Regions from separate parts of the Zea mays genome. Here regions 1 and 2 are each linked to region 3. The links are chromatin contacts, called in public Hi-C maps. All regions are on one chromosome and are shown on one strand. The core of a region is the stretch at or near the end of the contact, and the rest is flanking DNA. Distances in the headings are between cores, read along the strand shown.

Region 1 (2,735 bases), core at 159-2,658, 320 kb before region 3:
AGCACTGAGCTAGTTATTCATAAAATTAGTAAGAATGTAGAATGTCCACTGGACAACTAAATGAACCAGTGGAATACGATACACAAAACGATCGTTTCGTTTGCTCATGACTCAAGACATGCTATCCAATTGCTACTTCTTGGTTGCAACGCTTGACCAGAACCCAGGTGTCCTGTGCCTTACCCATACTATGCAGCAAGTGCAAAGCATATACTACTAGTATACTCTCACCACATTATTAGCAGCAGGATCTTTGGCAAAGCATGAGCCTCATTTTTTTTCTCACCCAGCTAGCCTTAGCCAGGGCCTGGGAACTGGCCTGGTACCGACGCCGCAAAGTGTGCAGCGTATCTCCTCTCGTCTCATCAATGCGTAGTCGCCCCGCCCGCCCCATTTGCATGCAGCCCAGAGGCAAAGTGGACGCTTTTTAGGGTTGGTGCCCCCCCTCCTCCTCTCCAACTACTCACGCACTTGTACCGTCTCGTTAAATGCTGCTGGCCTGCCGCTGCACATGAGGAAGCTTTTCTCGCCATGCCAGGGTACGGATCGTCGCCCGTGCATTGTTGTTGTGGTAGCAGCACAACGGAATGCGGCTGTAATTCATAAATTCTGGCGAATAAATACCGTGGCAGGCCCGCTGGATGTAAGGGCACGGTTAATTGAGTCACGGTCATGTGCACACCAGTACCGCGCGCGGGTGTGTGTTTGTGTTTGTCCCTCTGAGATACAGAGTATTCTGCGCACCAAATTAGGGTTTGTTTGGACAATCTCGGATTAAAGTGGATTGAGGTGGTATGGAACGTATCGAAGTGTAATATGAACTAATTTCTCTTTCAATCCCTCCAATACACCTCAATTCACTTCAATCTCTCTTTGCACAAACAAAGCCTTAGGGATTTAAAACAACCAAAAGTGAGGGGAGGGGGGACATAGGGCAACAAAATTTTATCTGTATCAGACACCTTGCGATCAAGGAAAAACAAGCTGATTTAGCAAGTGTCAGTGATCAAGTAAAACAAGGCAAATTCGAAAGTGTGAATATCAAACAGTACCGTTAGGCCGCTGCCTACGACTTCCTCGTCTCAGTGATGAGAGGCTCCACAGTCGTTGTCCCTTGCAAATTGCAACTGCAAAGCGCGGCCCTGCTTGCCGGTAGGAGGAGGGTCCCCGCCCCGGTTTATAGTAACCGCAGCAGCAGCAGCAGGTTTACGGGCGGAGTGAAGGGAAGCCGCGCCGCACCCGCAGTCACTCTCGCCGTCGCAGCACAGCGGCAGGGCAGAAGCGGCTGCCCCTGCTGCGTTTCCGTCCGTCGCCCGCCCGCCCGCCCGGCGCCCGCTTCTCTTTTGCCCGCCTCTCTCTCTTTTGCATACGCCTTTCATCTCCACCCCAGTCCCCACCCGCCCGCACCGAGGAAAAACTTTTTTGAAAACAAAAAACCCCCCACTCCCACGTCCCACCACCTCGCCTCGGCCGCTGCGACAGTGCATACGCCCCCTCCCCTCCTGACTCCTGTTGCGTATACACCGTATGTGTCTACTGTGACTCCGGGTCCCGGGGGGGTAAGCGACCGAGCAAGGCTTCGTCTCCGGCGGCGGAGGCGGATCTGGGAGGGATGGGGAACCGGATAGGCGGGCGGCGCAAGTCGGGGGTGGAGGAGCGGTTCACGCGGCCGCAGGGTCTCTACGACCACAAGGACATCGACCAGAAGAAGCTGCGCAAGCTCATCCTCGAGGCCAAGCTCGCGCCCTGCTACCCGGGCGCCGACGACGCCGCGCCCGGCGGAGGGGACCTCGAGGAGTGCCCCATCTGCTTCCTGGTAAGCACGCGCGGGGAGATCTCCCCCCACCCTCACGCACCCCCGATTTCGGCGTCGGCGGCGTCGGCGGCGGCGCCGTCTGCTGTGGCGGGAATGCCCGACCACGGTCCACGGTTAGAGACCTGGACTGAGGGGGGAAGATTTCGGCGGGGGGGTTACTGGGTCCATTGGCGCCTGACTCTGTTGGATTTGCGTGTGCCGTTGCCGCGATTCTGTTACTGACTGGGTGGGGGGAGGTCGACGACCGTGCACGCGGTTCTAGATGCTGTGTGCTCTGGAACCTCCTCCTAGGACCGTGGGTTTCAGTACGCTTAGCCACGTTTCTAGGCTAACAGCACAATTTTGTCGACTAGTTCTGCAAAGTGCAGTCACGGCGGCGTCGTATTTTGTTTGTTCTGTGCGCAGGCGACTGTTACCTTCTGCTCTGCTTCTGTACGTGCATTGTTGTTAGGGATATTCTAGGGGCTTGTTTTAGGACCAGCCGAACATTTCCGTGTTTTCAATGACTTGAGAGTACTTGACTGTTTTGCCTGATACCCCAGAGTTGCCAACAAGTAGTCAAAAGCGCGGTAACGGTGGGCATCATTGTTTTTTTTTTGTTCTGCGTATGTGTCTGGGATGGTACCTACTGCTCATGCTCTGCTAGGACATCATACTGTATATGTACATTGTGCAAAATGCGCTACCATGTTGTCCTAAGATTGTTATCACACCACATTTGATGCTTTGATCATGTTGTTTGGAGAATTTTCTGAATTCCTTTTGGATGGCTAACCGCTGTGCTATATGAGGTTATGAGTGCCACCAGTGCCACCAGTGCCCCATTGATTCTAATTCCTGGAGCAACATGGCTTACGAATGTTCTACTGTTCTACTCCTATGTGATGGTAGTGTGGTAACAGGCTTGCACATCACTTGA
Region 2 (3,135 bases), core at 290-2,789, 300 kb after region 3:
ATTTAAAACCGCATGTGGTATGTGTCTAACACAAGCGGCTAGGACTAGAAACCGCTTGTGATGTGTGTCTATCGCAAGCGGTTCCATTAGCCAGAACCGCCTGTGATGTGTGTCTATAACAAGCGGTTTTAGATTGACCGCCTAAGATATTGTTTTACATCACTGGCGGTGCACCACAAGTGGTTCCTGGAACCGCCTGTGTAGAGGTTTACTGTAGCAGTGTCTGGACTCGTTGCTAAGTGAACTCCAATAATTTCTCGCGAGTTATTGGTATAACCCTGTAAGAGATAAGGACTCTAGCATGAACTAATCTATTTTTGGACCGTTCGGTCGCATTGACACGACGGACTGTCCAAGGGATACAAACCATGCAGACCACAGGGCTAGATCGTCCGACCTGTCGGCCAGCAATAATGCCCAACGCCGGCTTTAAAACAACCAGAACAAAAGTTGATGGACACAATCCAAATTGTGATATATTCAAACAAACTTTTAAGGTTAATTCACTTAATACAACTCTAACGTACATATTTCAGCAGATCTATTCAGCATGTAATGGCAATGAAATTATCCTGAATAATAGGACGTCTTTGTCTGCGAATCTTGCAGAAGAATCAGCAAGGGGACGGTTCCACAGGTGTTTGGTGAAACCGTACGAGTAGTTTATCAGCAAATACCGAGTCGTTGCGCTGGCCAACTTGTGGAATGATTCCGTAAGGACGATCTTAGTGACACCCGAGATCAACTCATTCCAGACCCAATTCATAATTCCATATTTAATAGTAGTATTACCTGTCAATCTCACGCCAATCACATTTCTCGCGATAGAATTTTCTGCCGCAGCACCGTTCTGCAGATTATTAGGTGTTTGGTTTGAGGAATGAGTTATTCCATCATCTTCTCACTCCTCACTATTTTTGTTTGGTTTGTGAAATGGAATGAGTTGATCCATTACCAACTCATTCTTCATAGTTACTTAATTAGTATTAATATGAGAAATGTGATCATTTCACTAAATTTGAAGAATGAATCCATGATGCACCATTTTAATTTGGATGTAGTGATTCTTTAAACCAAACATCCCAGCCTCACCCTTATCTTGGAAGTAATAAGCACAGAGTTATTGAAAGCTCATATGCAGAGCCCTGTTTTTTTTTGGAAAAAAGCCAAAACCCTGCCGAACAACTTTTATAAAATAGCTCTGGCTCTGGCATAAGTCGTTTCTATCAAACGATTTGCGAAATGGCTTCAGCTACCTACCAAAGATGTTTTTCAGAAAAAAAGAAACCAGAGAAAGAGACAGTTGAACAATAAAAAAACAGTGTAAACCGATGAGACGTCGACGATAGGGAGAAGAAAAAAAATGAAGTTCCTAGATTCAGTAAACTGATCATGTTTAGCTTCCTCTTCCTTCTGCCCTTCTGCATCGGTGCTGGATAAAAGAAAATAAAAATTTATGTTAGCCCGCACCCCGACTGACAAGCAGTGATACTCTACTGCCCTGGACTGGACTGGAAGGTGACGACAGAGCAACAGTCTCCGCTTCTCCCGGGCGGGTCATGGACCTCTTCCCCACGCCCACTTTAATTCCGATGGGCGACCACCATGCTGAGCCGAGACAAAGAGGAATTTTGGACGGTATGTCGGGGCATGTGATGAAACATGCACAAGACTAAACAAAGCGAGCCGGATAATTGGCTGTGTGGTTATCTAAATCTGGATCGGGAGAGAGGGAAAACGCGATCGAGGGGCCCTCTCGCTTCATCGAGAGGAGAGAAGGTCAACTGTGGTCAGGAGAATCATAGCATCCCCATGATGTCAGGAATCAGGATTAGGTTCCTACTGCTTGCTACAAAATTCAGAGTTACATGCAAGTACGGCTGCCTGCAAGATTCGACGATTTGAAGTCGGTTTTGTTGAAAAACATATGAACTCCAACGGGAGGACCTACCACTGAGGCCATTCTCGGTAGGAGTTTTATGGATATTAAATAGGCTATTATGTCAGCATTTTTATGATACGACAGTGTATTAACGGTGAAAGGATGAAATGAGTTTCATAGTGATAAAACCATCTATACATTGTTTCCAAAATGTTTATGTCTTACATGTGACCTTGGAAACAACAAAGATGAAACTATGTATTGAGTGAGACTATTTCATCATAGTTTCAAACCTCCTTAGACGATGTGTCGCTCTAGTTAATCGTGCCCATGAAACTTTTACTGAGGATGGCCTAATGTCTCGCATATTTACTAGTCTACATATTAAATCCCATAGTCTATATGTAATACCCAAAAAAAATTAGAGGAATAAAAGATTCCTTTTGGTTACATGGTTCATATGACTTTGTTTATTTTATGCATATCAACAATTATGGATTTGAGTAAAGCAATTAATAATTAAAAAAATAAATAAAACAAAATATGCATCATGCTGGTATCTCTTGTTGTTGCATTTGATTTGCCAAATTCACAAATGAAAATATAAAACAAACCTGAATTCGAAAACTGAGAAATAGAAATGAAAATAAAAAAAGAAAAGACAAACCTGTACCTAGCCGATTTTCCTTGCTCTGGCCCATCTATCCCACGCCGCTAGCCCAGCAGCCGGGCGCGCGCCGAGTAGCACCGACCTACGGGACCAGCATGTCAGCCTCGCTCTGCACCCACGCTTCTACGTGCACAAGACCATCGTGTTAACTGATTTGTGGGGCCCACGAATCATCCTCACAGTTCCTCACGCTTATACCTAGATTCGCCATTGATTTCTAATCTATAACAAACCCAACGTCACCATGTAACCACCCACAACAAACTCGCCAGCAGATTGGGATCCGCTAGCTAGCAAATCCTCGTGACTCATGGTATAAAACCGAGGCCCGCACCTCATATCCCCCGCCACAGGAGAACGTCGAGCTATCTTGCAAAATCGAGGGCCCTTGCAAAGCAAATCAGGAGAGGAGGGATAACCTGTCACGGTCTATCTTCTCTTTGGTCACTGATCCGGGTGGAAGAGGAGAGCGAGAGGAAGGTTCCATAGGAACTTCGGGTATAGCATCAACCAGATCGACGGTTATTTCTCAACTGAGTTCTTCACCGTCGTGGATCCTCCTAAGGCTCCACCGCAGGGGAAG
Region 3 (2,976 bases), core at 5-2,504:
TATCAGCAGGTGTTATGAGCATGCGAACCATTTCCTTCTTACTAGTATAAGAGAGGCTAGAGCTCAATGAGATAGTAACTGAACAATTTTTTGACATTATTCCAACTTCTTCAACTCATTTGAAGAGATAGTAACTGAACATGTAGGAGCATGTAATTAGTATTACCACCGCCCAATGCAAAGCTGAAAACCAATAGTACAAATCACCTGGTCTATTGCATCTGCGTGCTACATGGCTCTTGGATCCGTCCCAAATGGCCAGATGTAGACCATCTCGTCCCATCCGGTGCTAGCGAGCAAGCCGTCGACGAGGACGCTCATGTCGATGCCGGCAACGAACTCCGTGTGGTGATTGTACCTGGCGAGCAGAGCATCCTCGGCGCGGTAGTCCCACATGCAGACAGTCATGTCGTAGGAGCATGACATGAGCATGCCCTGGCGGTGCGGCGAGAAACGGACCCGCTTAACGGCGTAGCTGTGTCCGGCGAGCTGCGCGATGGGCGCCCGCGGCGCGCGCACGTCCCAGACGCGGATGGACTTGTCGACGGAGGCGGTGGCGAGGATGGAGGGGTCGTACTTGTCCCAGTCGAGCGAGAGCACCTCGTGGTCGTGCGCGGGCAGGATGAGCGTGGGCGCGGGATCCCGGACGTCCCAGACGCGCGCGGTTCGGTCCCCGGAGGCCGACGCGAAGACGTCCGGGTGGCGCGCGGACCAGGCGGCGGCGTACACGCAGTACTCGTGGCCCCGGAAGGTGCGGACGGAGGCTGGGCGGTCGGGGGACCAGAGCTTGAGCGTGTCGTCCCAGGAGGCGGAGATGAAGGCGTCCCGGCGGACGGGGTTCCAGTCGAGGCCGTGCACCTCCCGTGCGTGCTCCCGGAGGAGCCGCACGGGGTTCTGCGCCGGCGGGAGAGCGGCGTCGAAAAGGCGCACGGAGCCGTCCCCGGAGGCGGCGGCGCAGAGGGAGTCGTGGGACTCGGACCACGCGCAGTCGAAGAGCGCATCGGAGGTCGGGAAGGAGAAGACCGGCGCCGGGGCGGCCCCAGGCCCGCCGCCGGCTAGGTCGAGGACGATGAGGTGACCGTTACCCACGAGACCGAAGTGCTGGGACGTGGCGGCGAGGAGGCGGTTCTCGTGGAAGGGGCTGAAGCGCACGGCGAAGCCCGGCGCCGGGGCCTTGAACGCCGGCATGGCGGCGGTGGGTGGATCGGCCGGCGGATCGGGAAGGGGACTCGCGTAAGACTTGGATTTTAATTTTATTTTTCCTTTTTAATTTTCTTTTTCGATTGATGATGCCTCTGTGGTGCGTTCAGTCCTGGTCCGTGGCAGGCTGACACAGTAAAAACAAATGATGTCATCAACAGTGAAATCTTGCTGCTGCCCAGTAAAAACACCACTTAACTCATGGGTGTTATTCCTCTTGTCACTCTCCTAAACTTCAGTTTAAAAAAATATATTTGGAAGACTTTATTTAGGGGATGTTTGAATGCACTAGAGCTAATAGTCAGTGACTAAAATTTATTTAGACATCCAAACACCCTATCTAATAGTTTTTAGGTATTTATGGTAAATTATTTAATAGTTAGGTAGTTATTTGTTAGCTAGCTAATTCCACTAACAATTTTTAGCTAACTAACTATTAGTTCTAGTGCATTCAAACACTTCCTTAGTCACACCGCTTAATAGTTTAGGAATTAAAAGTGACTAACTAAAGTTTAGGAGATGTGAACGAAACACCCCTTTAGAGTTGTTGTTAGACCGGTTCTAACGATAGTAATACTATTTGTCGGAGAGAAAACTCCAGCTGGGTGGTGGAGTGTACCCACCTAATCCTATGAATAGGGGGACATCCTATGGTTTGCCTACTGAGCCGGATGAACACAAGAACACATAAGGGTTTAGATTGGTTCGGTCGTCATAGTGTAATACCCTACTCTACTTGTTAGTTGTATTGCTCAGAGTTTGAGAAAGCCTAAAATTGGTTGGAGATGCCTTCGAGGGGATTCAAAAGTGTGTCCCCTTTCTCTCTCTCTGTGTGTGTGTTCTTATGAGCCGTCCCGACCTGAACAACTTCAGGTCGTTTTGATTTCTACCAAGTGTCCCTCCCTTTTATACCCTAAGGGAGGGCCTACATGGCGCCTGAGCCACGACAAGTTGGCCCAGGGATACAAAAAGATCACAGGGTAATACTAGTGGATCGAGGTCTTCTTCGTCCAGTCTTGTTCTCTGCCCGGTCTTGTTGGCGTGTGGGCAAAGGCTACGACGTAGGTTGTAGAGTAGGGAGAATACAGAATGTGTCGTCCCGCCCCTCCGCATGTTCCCTCATGCCTCAGTAACGCACGAGGAACAATGAAGGTCTAGAAGGGCGTCTGTCGGTACCACAGAACTGGGATACCCCTTACTACTGTACCAAAACGCAGTACCCACATGGTTATCTCTAATCATGTGCTAAGGGACTTCACTAATGGGTCTGGACCCACATGGATGGGTCCTGAACCCCCATGTGCGTAGTCCGGACCCCCCTAGAAAGTCCAGGACCTACATGTATACAAACCGAGCCCCCTATGGGGTATGGGTCCCCAACAGGGGCGTCCGGTGCTTGAGGGCAGAAGATGCCCCTAGGCTCTACTTTGGATCCAGGCAGGGGTTCGGTGACACCACGTGTTCACTGGGCGCATAGTGCAAGCCTTCGATGGAAGCAAGACCTCAGCCGCATTAAATGCAAGGCGGGCATGGTGTGCTCTGACCAAGCGTAGGGTTGGCATGCTTGTGATAGGCCTTTGTGACCGCCCACGCGTTACCAAGATGCATTGTAGCATGTCAGCGCCGCGCGCATTAAATGCCTGCTCAGAGTCCGTGCGTTGCCAAGGCCGTTGTGCTACACATGCGTGGAAGACACCATCATGAAGCGTCGTTCGGTCGGGTATTGAGTCCGCTACAGTGACCGGCCAGACGTGACAACACGAGCGATTGTGCACA

Evidence for each region. A called contact is a pair of places that touch in the nucleus more often than the background predicts.
Region 1: a contact with region 3 is called in a Hi-C map of ear, with 2.8 times the contacts expected there. The contact joins the promoter of LOC100276421 here to the promoter of LOC100191299 in region 3. A contact is called at or near these places in 2 of 25 Hi-C or Micro-C datasets (ear and leaf).
Region 2: a Hi-C map of ear shows a contact between it and region 3, with 1.9 times the contacts expected there. The contact joins the enhancer-like site here to the promoter of LOC100191299 in region 3. A contact is called at or near these places in 2 of 25 Hi-C or Micro-C datasets (ear and tassel).

The regions. Positions count from the first base shown.
Region 1 is chr5:147,337,495-147,340,229 of Zm-B73-REFERENCE-NAM-5.0, forward strand. It overlaps LOC100276421 (GW2), which reads left to right and starts at 1,409. Exons shown (of 8, transcript NM_001150219.1): 1 at 1,409-1,816. The coding sequence starts at 1,613.
Region 2 is chr5:147,948,207-147,951,341 of Zm-B73-REFERENCE-NAM-5.0, forward strand. No RefSeq gene overlaps it. Among protein-coding and RNA genes, the nearest start is that of LOC103627003, 53 kb to the right of the region's middle. Within about 2 kb of position 1,540, at least 12 of the 20 cell types and tissues checked have an H3K27ac peak or open chromatin away from gene starts, as enhancers often do. A contact at or near this core is called in ear, where this site is marked.
Region 3 is chr5:147,652,663-147,655,638 of Zm-B73-REFERENCE-NAM-5.0, forward strand. LOC100191299 (Peroxisome biogenesis protein 7) reads right to left here and starts at 1,255. Exons shown (of 1, transcript NM_001136733.1): 1 at 75-1,255. The coding sequence starts at 1,188. The coding sequence ends at 229.